2 separate regions of the Macaca mulatta genome follow, and region 1 is linked to region 2. The links are chromatin contacts, called in public Hi-C maps. All regions are on one chromosome and are shown on one strand. The core of a region is the stretch at or near the end of the contact, and the rest is flanking DNA. Distances in the headings are between cores, read along the strand shown.

The links. A called contact is a pair of places that touch in the nucleus more often than the background predicts.
Region 1: a Hi-C map of blood shows a contact between it and region 2, with 2.2 times the contacts expected there. The contact joins the promoter of LOC713490 here to the promoter of RBM4B in region 2. A contact is called at or near these places in 2 of 14 Hi-C or Micro-C datasets (blood and cortical neurons).

What each region holds. Positions count from the first base shown.
Region 1 is chr14:7,779,044-7,783,201 of T2T-MMU8v2.0, reverse strand. It overlaps LOC713490 (RNA-binding protein 4), which reads left to right and starts at 2,330. Exons shown (of 4, transcript XR_013403533.1): 1 at 2,330-2,527; 2 at 3,334-3,757. All of the region lies in intron 1 of LOC144334109 (a long non-coding RNA gene), which reads left to right. It also overlaps a transcript of MRPL11 not described here.
Region 2 is chr14:7,736,441-7,740,276 of T2T-MMU8v2.0, reverse strand. RBM4B (RNA binding motif protein 4B) reads right to left here and starts at 2,209. Exons shown (of 5, transcript XR_003722460.2): 1 at 2,123-2,209; 2 at 1,015-1,438. It also overlaps a transcript of MRPL11 not described here.

The sequences.
Region 1 (4,158 bases), core at 1,081-3,580, 43 kb before region 2:
CTAGTCCGGGCAACAAAGACTTTTGTCTCTACAGTAAATTAAAAAAATAGCGAGGCCTGGTGGCACGCACCTGTAGTCCTAGCTACTTGGGAGGCTGAGGAGTTCCAGGCTGCAATGACCTATGGATAGTGCCACTGTACTGCAGTCTGGGTGACCTTGCAAGAACTGTCTCAAAAAAAGGCAGGGAGATTATTTAATGTGGTTCATTTAGGATGAGCTTGTAAAGTGTTATATAGCTAACTAGACCTAGTTGGGTTTCAGAAGTCAAATCAAGTAATTAGGTTTTGGGCTGCATGTGGAGGTGGTTAGTAGTTTTGATGTCTGCACACTGGGCTTTAACTGTGATTCTGAGAAGATTTATGTTCCCAGTCTCCTTCCAATCTGGAGAGATTATTAGTTACAATGAGTTGATCATTGATATACTTTGGTATTTTGGAAGAAAGTTTTATCCTCAGAGATGCTGAGACGAGATCTAACTGAAGGAGATGAGGATTTCTGTACCATACGCGTTACTTTTTGATGCTGGCCACCTCTGAAGGGCACGTGGCAGCTGACACAAAATTGATTTTCTTCATCACTGATCCTGTGGCCTTTACACAGAGGTGCATCAGCATCCGCAATGAAGTGGACAAGATTAGTGACCAATATATCTGTAAATGTTATGTTTTCTTTTTTTAGTTCCTTACCTTTTTTACCTTAGGATAAATTGTTGACCAGTTTTCTACAGATTCCTGAATCATGTTGGGTTTTTTTAAGTTTCACTCTTGTCGCCAGGCCGTCACAATCTTGCCTCACTGCAACCTCTGCCTCCCGGGCTCAAGCGATTCTCCTGCCTCAGCCTCCTGAGTAGCTGGGATTACAGGCACCTGCCACCACATTCGGCTAATTTTTGTATTTGTAGTAGAGACGGGTTTCACCATGTTGGCTAGGCTTGTCTTGAACTCCTGACCTCAGGGGATCCGCCTGCCTCGGCCTCCCAAAGTGCTGGGATTACAGGCGTGAGCCACCGCACGTGGCCCTCGTGTTGGGTTTTAAAACCCACTCTTTTTTTCCCCCCAAACTCTGACTTCACATTTCTCTTCATGAAACCTTTCTCTTTGGGGCATGGGTGGTGGTCAAGAAGCTGCTTTGGATGGTGGTGTGTGGTACTTGTGTCATCTTCATTCCTGATGATCACTTTCCTCATAAACTGCACTGCTTTTAGCTTGTTTTGTTCGTGTTTTAAGTTCTTCCATCCAGTCCCTGCATTCCACCTTTTAACCCTTTTCAAAAGCTGCTTTGCAGAGGGTTTTGACTAAAGTTACTTGCTTAATGAATATGGGATTATGGGAAGCAGCCTAAGGATGAGAGAAAACAAGGCAGCAGCTGGACCCTCTGGAGAATGTTACTTTGTATTTTCTTTACAGCTGGTTGTGACTAAGCTCTTCCCTCTAAAGTCGGTTCTAAGGGATTAAAACAGCCCTGGCTGATGGCGCCCAATAAAATAAAACAAAAAAACCTTTGCTGCTCCAGTTTTTTCTCAGGGTGGGGTCGGGGTATACTTTCAATCTCCATGGTCACAGAAAGGACTCTTCATCGCGGACCCTGGGAGGCTGGTTCCCAGAGGGAACTTGTCCTCAGCGTCTCCTGGACAGTGCAGCCTTCTGCCGGGCCTACTTCTGGGCCATTACAGAGGTCCTTTCACCACCTGTGAGAGGTTTGATTTTGGGGGAGCTCCGGGACTCTCAAGGCTACAGTGTGGACTACTGGCCCAAGGAGAAGGTTGGTTTCCTGAGGTGGTGGTGGTGGTGGGCGGGAGGGGGGTGTTTTTCTTACCTGGCATGTGCCTGCATAAGCTATTTCCACAGCGTCCTGGCCGCAAGGGGGGTGGTGCTTGGGAGGTTAGAGGGAGACAACTAGAGTGAACGGCAGAATGGAGCGCGGAATAGTGTCTGGCTGTGCACGTGGAGGTGGCGAAACGTGGAAGCTTAACGAAGTTGGCGCCATGAAGCTAAAGACTGCTACCCCGGGGCTCTAGCTCGCTCCGCCTAATGGCGGGCCGCACCCCGCCGGCGAAGCCCACGTTTGTAGGTCCGCCCTCACGCTGATCTCTTGCCCAATCAATGAGTTCGGCTTCGCGAAGTTGGTGCTCATTGGCTTTGGTATAAAAGCTCCGAGGTTACAGACGTTTCCACCTCTTGCCGGCCTCTCAGGTAATAGGCGTCCGTGGTAACCAATCAGGAAGAGGATCTGCGGGACCGCCGGCCTTTTACTTTATTGAGTGGCCAATCCGGTTGTAGGCTCACCTCCCCCCTCTACCCAGAGCCACTGCTGCGGCCGCCGCCATTTTAGCGTTTTGTCAGAAGCGTCCGTGCCGCGAGGAGGAGGCCCTGCTGGTTTCCGTGCGGGTGAGACTGCGAGCCCTTCCATTGCCTTTCTTGTACTCTGTTAAATCTTCTCTCACTCCCTTGGGCCTCGGGGTGTACTGGTGGGGTCGCAGCCTCCACACCCGTCACTGAGAGCCGATCTCGGTCCTCGGCATTGCGCGGTAAGCCGGGAGCAGCCCTTCCCCCCACCGCCCCCTGAGAATATCTTGCTTTTTTTTTCCCCCACCCTGCCCCGCGCCCGACGTGGCTTCTCTTGGAAGCCTCGAGATTTCCACTGGGAAAACCCCTTTTCCCTTATACCTGGCAATTACGTCCCTGTTTCGAGAATTTCTCGGGCTGTGAGACATCGTCTGGTTAATGAATCTGAAGCTCTCCTCCACGGCCACGCATTTCAGTGTTCCGCAGGAGCTCGGACGGTGCCCTGAGAGAGGCGTTCCCCAGTCCAGTACTTTCTTTATCCTCCACTCCTCGCTGTCTGATCCGAGTCGCGCGTTCACTACTTCCAAAGGAAACTCAAATGTAGCTATTGCAAGGCCTATTTCCCCGGAAATGATGGCTGCTTTGGTTACTACTTGAGGAAAAGCCTGTTGATAATTTCAGGCAGGCAGCAAGCCTAGTAGACTTTGGTTTTCTGTTGCTTTCCTAATGGATAGAAAAGCCCAGTACCCCCATCTCTCCGTATGCTGTTTTTCATGCACATTTCTGTTGGAAGGTATCAGTTCTTACTAAATCCTTTGTCTACTAAGGACCTCCCTATTGCAGACGTCTTCTCATTCTTACAGGTTCATGGCGGCTACTATAGCAGGCCTTAGTTCACTCCCACTTCCCTTTGATTGTATCGTGTGGAGGTGTGTGTGCAGGCGGGTGAGAGAAAACTGGAAATATACATCAGAGTGAAAGTCGTTGTTTTTTATGAACTGATGTGGGCCTAAGGTCTTTTGTCAGAAATCTTGTTTTTCTCTCCCAGGCTCTTGTCAGGATGGTGAAGCTGTTCATCGGAAACCTGCCCCGGGAGGCTACAGAGCAGGAGATTCGCTCACTCTTCGAGCAGTATGGGAAGGTGCTGGAATGTGACATCATTAAGAATTACGGCTTTGTGCACATAGAAGATAAAACTGCAGCTGAAGATGCCATACGCAACCTGCACCATTACAAGCTTCATGGGGTGAACATCAACGTGGAAGCCAGCAAGAATAAGAGCAAAACCTCAACAAAGTTGCATGTGGGCAACATCAGTCCCACTTGCACCAATAAGGAGCTTCGAGCCAAGTTTGAGGAGTATGGTCCGGTCATCGAATGTGACATCGTGAAAGATTATGCCTTCGTACACATGGAGCGGGCAGAGGATGCAGTGGAGGCCATCAGGGGCCTTGATAACACAGAGTTTCAAGGTGAACCACCCTCTTTGGGTAGAGGGCTGAACACAAGGCTATGTGCAGAAAGTGGTTGGATGCGTAAAAGGAGAGGTTTGGTAAAGATAACAGCTGTTGGCTGGCTGGTGGTGAAGAATTAAGTATGGGTGATGGACTTCTTAAGATGTAGAATACATGGGACTTAGAGGCTTTACCTTAGGCAGCTGTCTCCTGGAGAAAAACCACTCAGCTTTTATTTGGAGCCCCTAAGGCTTTTGTGCTCATCAGTACAGAAATCCTTTTCTCTGAAGGCTTTCTGAGTTACTGGGTTTTTTTGTTTTTTGTTTTTGCTTTTTTTGGTAGTAGAGCACAGTTCAGAGTTCCTCACTCTGAATTTATTGCTCTCAGCATAGGATCAGAATTATGCATTTTACATGAAG
Region 2 (3,836 bases), core at 960-3,459:
AGGAACCGCAAAAGTGGCTATGAACATGAGGTCCAAGACGATACTATTACCAAAACACTTGTAGAACAGTGCTATCCAAAAGAATGTTCTATGATGATGGAAATGTTCTGTGTCTCTATTAACACGGTAGCCACAGGCATCATGACTACTGAGTGCGTGAAACGTGTCTGGTATACACCTGAAAAATTGAATTTTAAATTTTATCTAATCTTAGTTAATTTCAATTTACTAAACCACATGTAGTTACCATATTAGCACAGTTCTAGAGTCTTCTGACAACCTCTTGTGGTATTAGTGACAACATAAGTACCTTTATCATCAGTATAAATAGTATGATGCTTTTACTGGAATTTCTTCAGAAGCGGGACCATCATTCTCATTTAGTCTGATATGTTTAGAAATTTCTTTTTCTTAGGGTTAAATAATAGTAGGTGGAGCAGAACACTCCATGGCATGTTTTTTGACTCTGCTTGAATAGATTGCACAAATCTGAGCAACCAAAAGATACTCCCGCAGATCGACTTGCCACCCAGATTTAGAATATAGGGCTTCCTCTAGATGTCTTTTTTCTTCTTTCCCACCAGTATCCATCACCCAAAGCAGTAAAGAATATAAATCTTAAGCACTTAAACCCTCAAATATAAGGCTTCCCGATCATAACTAAAGACACAGGTAAGCCACAGACCTTTATCCTCCCTTCTCTCATGAGGTACTCGTTTCCCCAAGCAGATTACACCTCCAACAGCACTCGAATGAATGCAAGAATCTCGCAGGATAAAGTAACCCACAGTCTGCGATTCTATGCAGTCGGTGAGCAACATCTTAGCAAACCTGAAAAGGGGAAGTGTTTGCTTCCCCAGAGGTAAACTATGCTTAAGAGCGGAAAACATAATCTATTATTTCCAGCTAAAACAGAATGAAAGAGACCACCCTGCCAGTTCTATAGTCTTGTGTTCTTGCCTGTCTTGAGCTAGACCCCACTCGGCTCTACTACCCAGGCCCAGAGCAGTTCACCTTGAAACTCTGTGTTGTCAAGGCCCCTGATGGCCTCCACTGCATCCTCTGCCCGCTCCATGTGTACGAAGGCATAATCTTTCACGATGTCACATTCGATGACCGGACCATACTCCTCAAACTTGGCTCGAAGCTCTTGGTTGGTACAAGTGGGGCTGATGTTACCCACGTGTAACTTGGTTGAAGCTTTGCTCTTATTCTTGCTGGCTTCCACGTTGATGTTCACCCCATGAAGCTTGTAATGGTGCAGGTTGCGTATGGCATCCTCAGCTGCCGTCTTGTCTTCTATGTGCACAAAGCCATAGTTCTTAATGATGTCACATTCCAGCACCTTCCCATACTGTTCGAAAAGAGAGCGAATCTCCTGCTCTGTGGCCTCCCGGGGCAGGTTTCCGATGAACAGCTTCACCATCCTGACAAGAGCCTGGGAGAGAAAAACAAGATTTCAAAAGTCAGGGGTGTGGTGGGAAATTTCGGTGCACTGCAGCATTTTCATCTAATCCTCCAAAGTTCTTGCACCTTCAGAGACCCTCGCATAGACATTCATTATTCTTCCTCAGTAGAAGGGCGGTTTGTTCTTGAGAAGTGCGAACTATGTGTGACATGGAAACAGGAGGTCGAGGGTCAGCATGCATAGCACAGTCTATCACCTCTGTGAAATGGAGCGCAATGAAATACCAGAATTAGCTGTTTAATGTCTTAAAATGAGGAAAGAGAAAAGCCCAAGCAAAGGCAAGGGGTATCTATCGCAGTGCGCCTGGTAACAAGGTTTTGGAGGGAAATCTGTGTACCTCTCCTCCACGCACTAGCACCTTTCAAGATACACTAAAAGGAAAAAAGTCCCCTTTCCCTCTAACCGGGACCAACCACCCGCCCCCCAGCGGCCCACCCTCCAGCTTCTTCGCTCCAACAAAGACTCGACCCGACCCCTGCCCCGCCTCCTTCCGGAGACCCGGTCCCGCCTCCTCCCGTTGTCTCCCCGGACCTCCCGCAGCAAAATGAGAAACCCAAATCCCCGCCATGCCTTCTGCAGGAGGCCCGGCCCGGCCCGGCCCGCCCCGCCCCGCCCCCGAGCTCCCCACATCACACACACAAGACCCCCTCGCACCTCCGGGTGGCGGCGGCGGCGGCGGCGGCTCCCGCGTCAGGGAGAACCCTACAAAATGGCGACGGGCGCTCGAGCCTCGACGCGACCGGGCCCTTTCTCGCGGGCCAGCTCACGCACCGGCTCACGCACGCGCGAGTACGCGCTGCTTCCCTCCCCTTCCCCTCGCGGGAGCCGAGTGACCAATCGCGAGGCTGCATACAAATGACCTCGCAACACGGGGGCGGGGCCTCTTGGTGGCGGCACAGCGCCGCGGAGGTCAGCCCACCCCCAGCCCCAGCCAGCCAGTCATCACCCTGGAAAGGATCGCCACTCCTGCGTCAGAGGGGCTCTGGACGCAACCACTGCCTAGAAAAGCGGAGGCCCCGGGGAGTCACTCACCATCACAATGGGTCCTGCTATTGGGCCCTCTGAGGAGGCCGGAGAGCTAATGACAAAGGGGAATCTCCCCGAGGGCCCTAAAAAGGGGCTTTCGTAGCGGGCTGGCCGGCCTCTGTGGCAGCTTGGGGCAACATTTCAGAAATACAGGCGCGCCACATTTTAAGCAAAACTAGTCATTGTTTTGTAGCGCTTTAAACATTATTTTAGTGTTTCATTACAGACGTGTTATTTATTGGTACGGAAACTGAGAACGAAGGGGCAGAAGGATAACCTGGCAAAACTAGGACAGGCCTAAGAGGCATTGCTACCCAGGCTACGCTTAGTCATGTTTTGTTTGCTCGTGAGTATCCGTGGTCTGGTTCTCTCTCATTGTGTGTCCATCACAGTCCTGGTCTGTGGTGAACACACGAGAGGAATACTTGGTGGAGAGGCCCAGCAAGGTCTCTAGTTAAGGGTGGGACAGGGTCTCCTCGTCCACACCACGCTGGAAGTCTAGGCTACTGTGAGTTTCCCAACTGTCTAGCATTGAGAATTCAGCTGTGGTCCAAGGGCACCTCCTAGCGGTAAAAACAAGCTTAGGCGGGCCGGGCGCGGCGGCTCACGCCTATAATCCCAGCACTTTGGGAGGTTGAGGCGGGCCGATCACGAGTTCAGTAGTTCGACACCAGCTTGGCCAACATGGTGAAATCCCGTCTCTACTAAAAATACAAAAAATAGCCGGGCATGGCGGCGGGCGCCTGTAATCCCAGCTACTCGGGAGCCTGAGGCAGGAGAATCGTTGGAACCCGGGAGGCGGAGGTTGCAGTGAGCCGAGATGGTGTCACTGCACTCCAGCCTGGGTGACAGAGCAAGACTCGGTCTGGAAAAAAAAAAGTTTAGGTGGATTCCCCAACTGTCACCTTCCAACAAAGAGTAGCCTTTTATGGAGATTGATGGATTGGGTTTATCTCGTGGAGCCTGCCAGGGAGATTGTCAGCCACCATTCCTCATTGTAGTGGCTCCATAATGGCTTCTCTGATACCATCAGGCACACATTCCCCAGGCTGCCTTCTTCCACCCCAGCTACTTGGATATATTCTATCCCTGAGTTCCTTTTGTTTCTCAGCCATTTCAGAAGAGGCACTGTCCTTCCGATTTTATTTTATTTTTATTTTTCAATTTTTTAAAGACAGAGTATCGCTGTGTCACCCAGGCTGGAGAGCAGTGGTGCGATCTCGGCTTACTGCAACCTCCACCTCCCGCGTTCAAGCCATTTTCCTGCTTCAGCCTCCCCAGTAGCTGGGACTACAGGTGTGCGCTACCACACCCAGCTAATTTTTGTATTTTTAATAGAGAC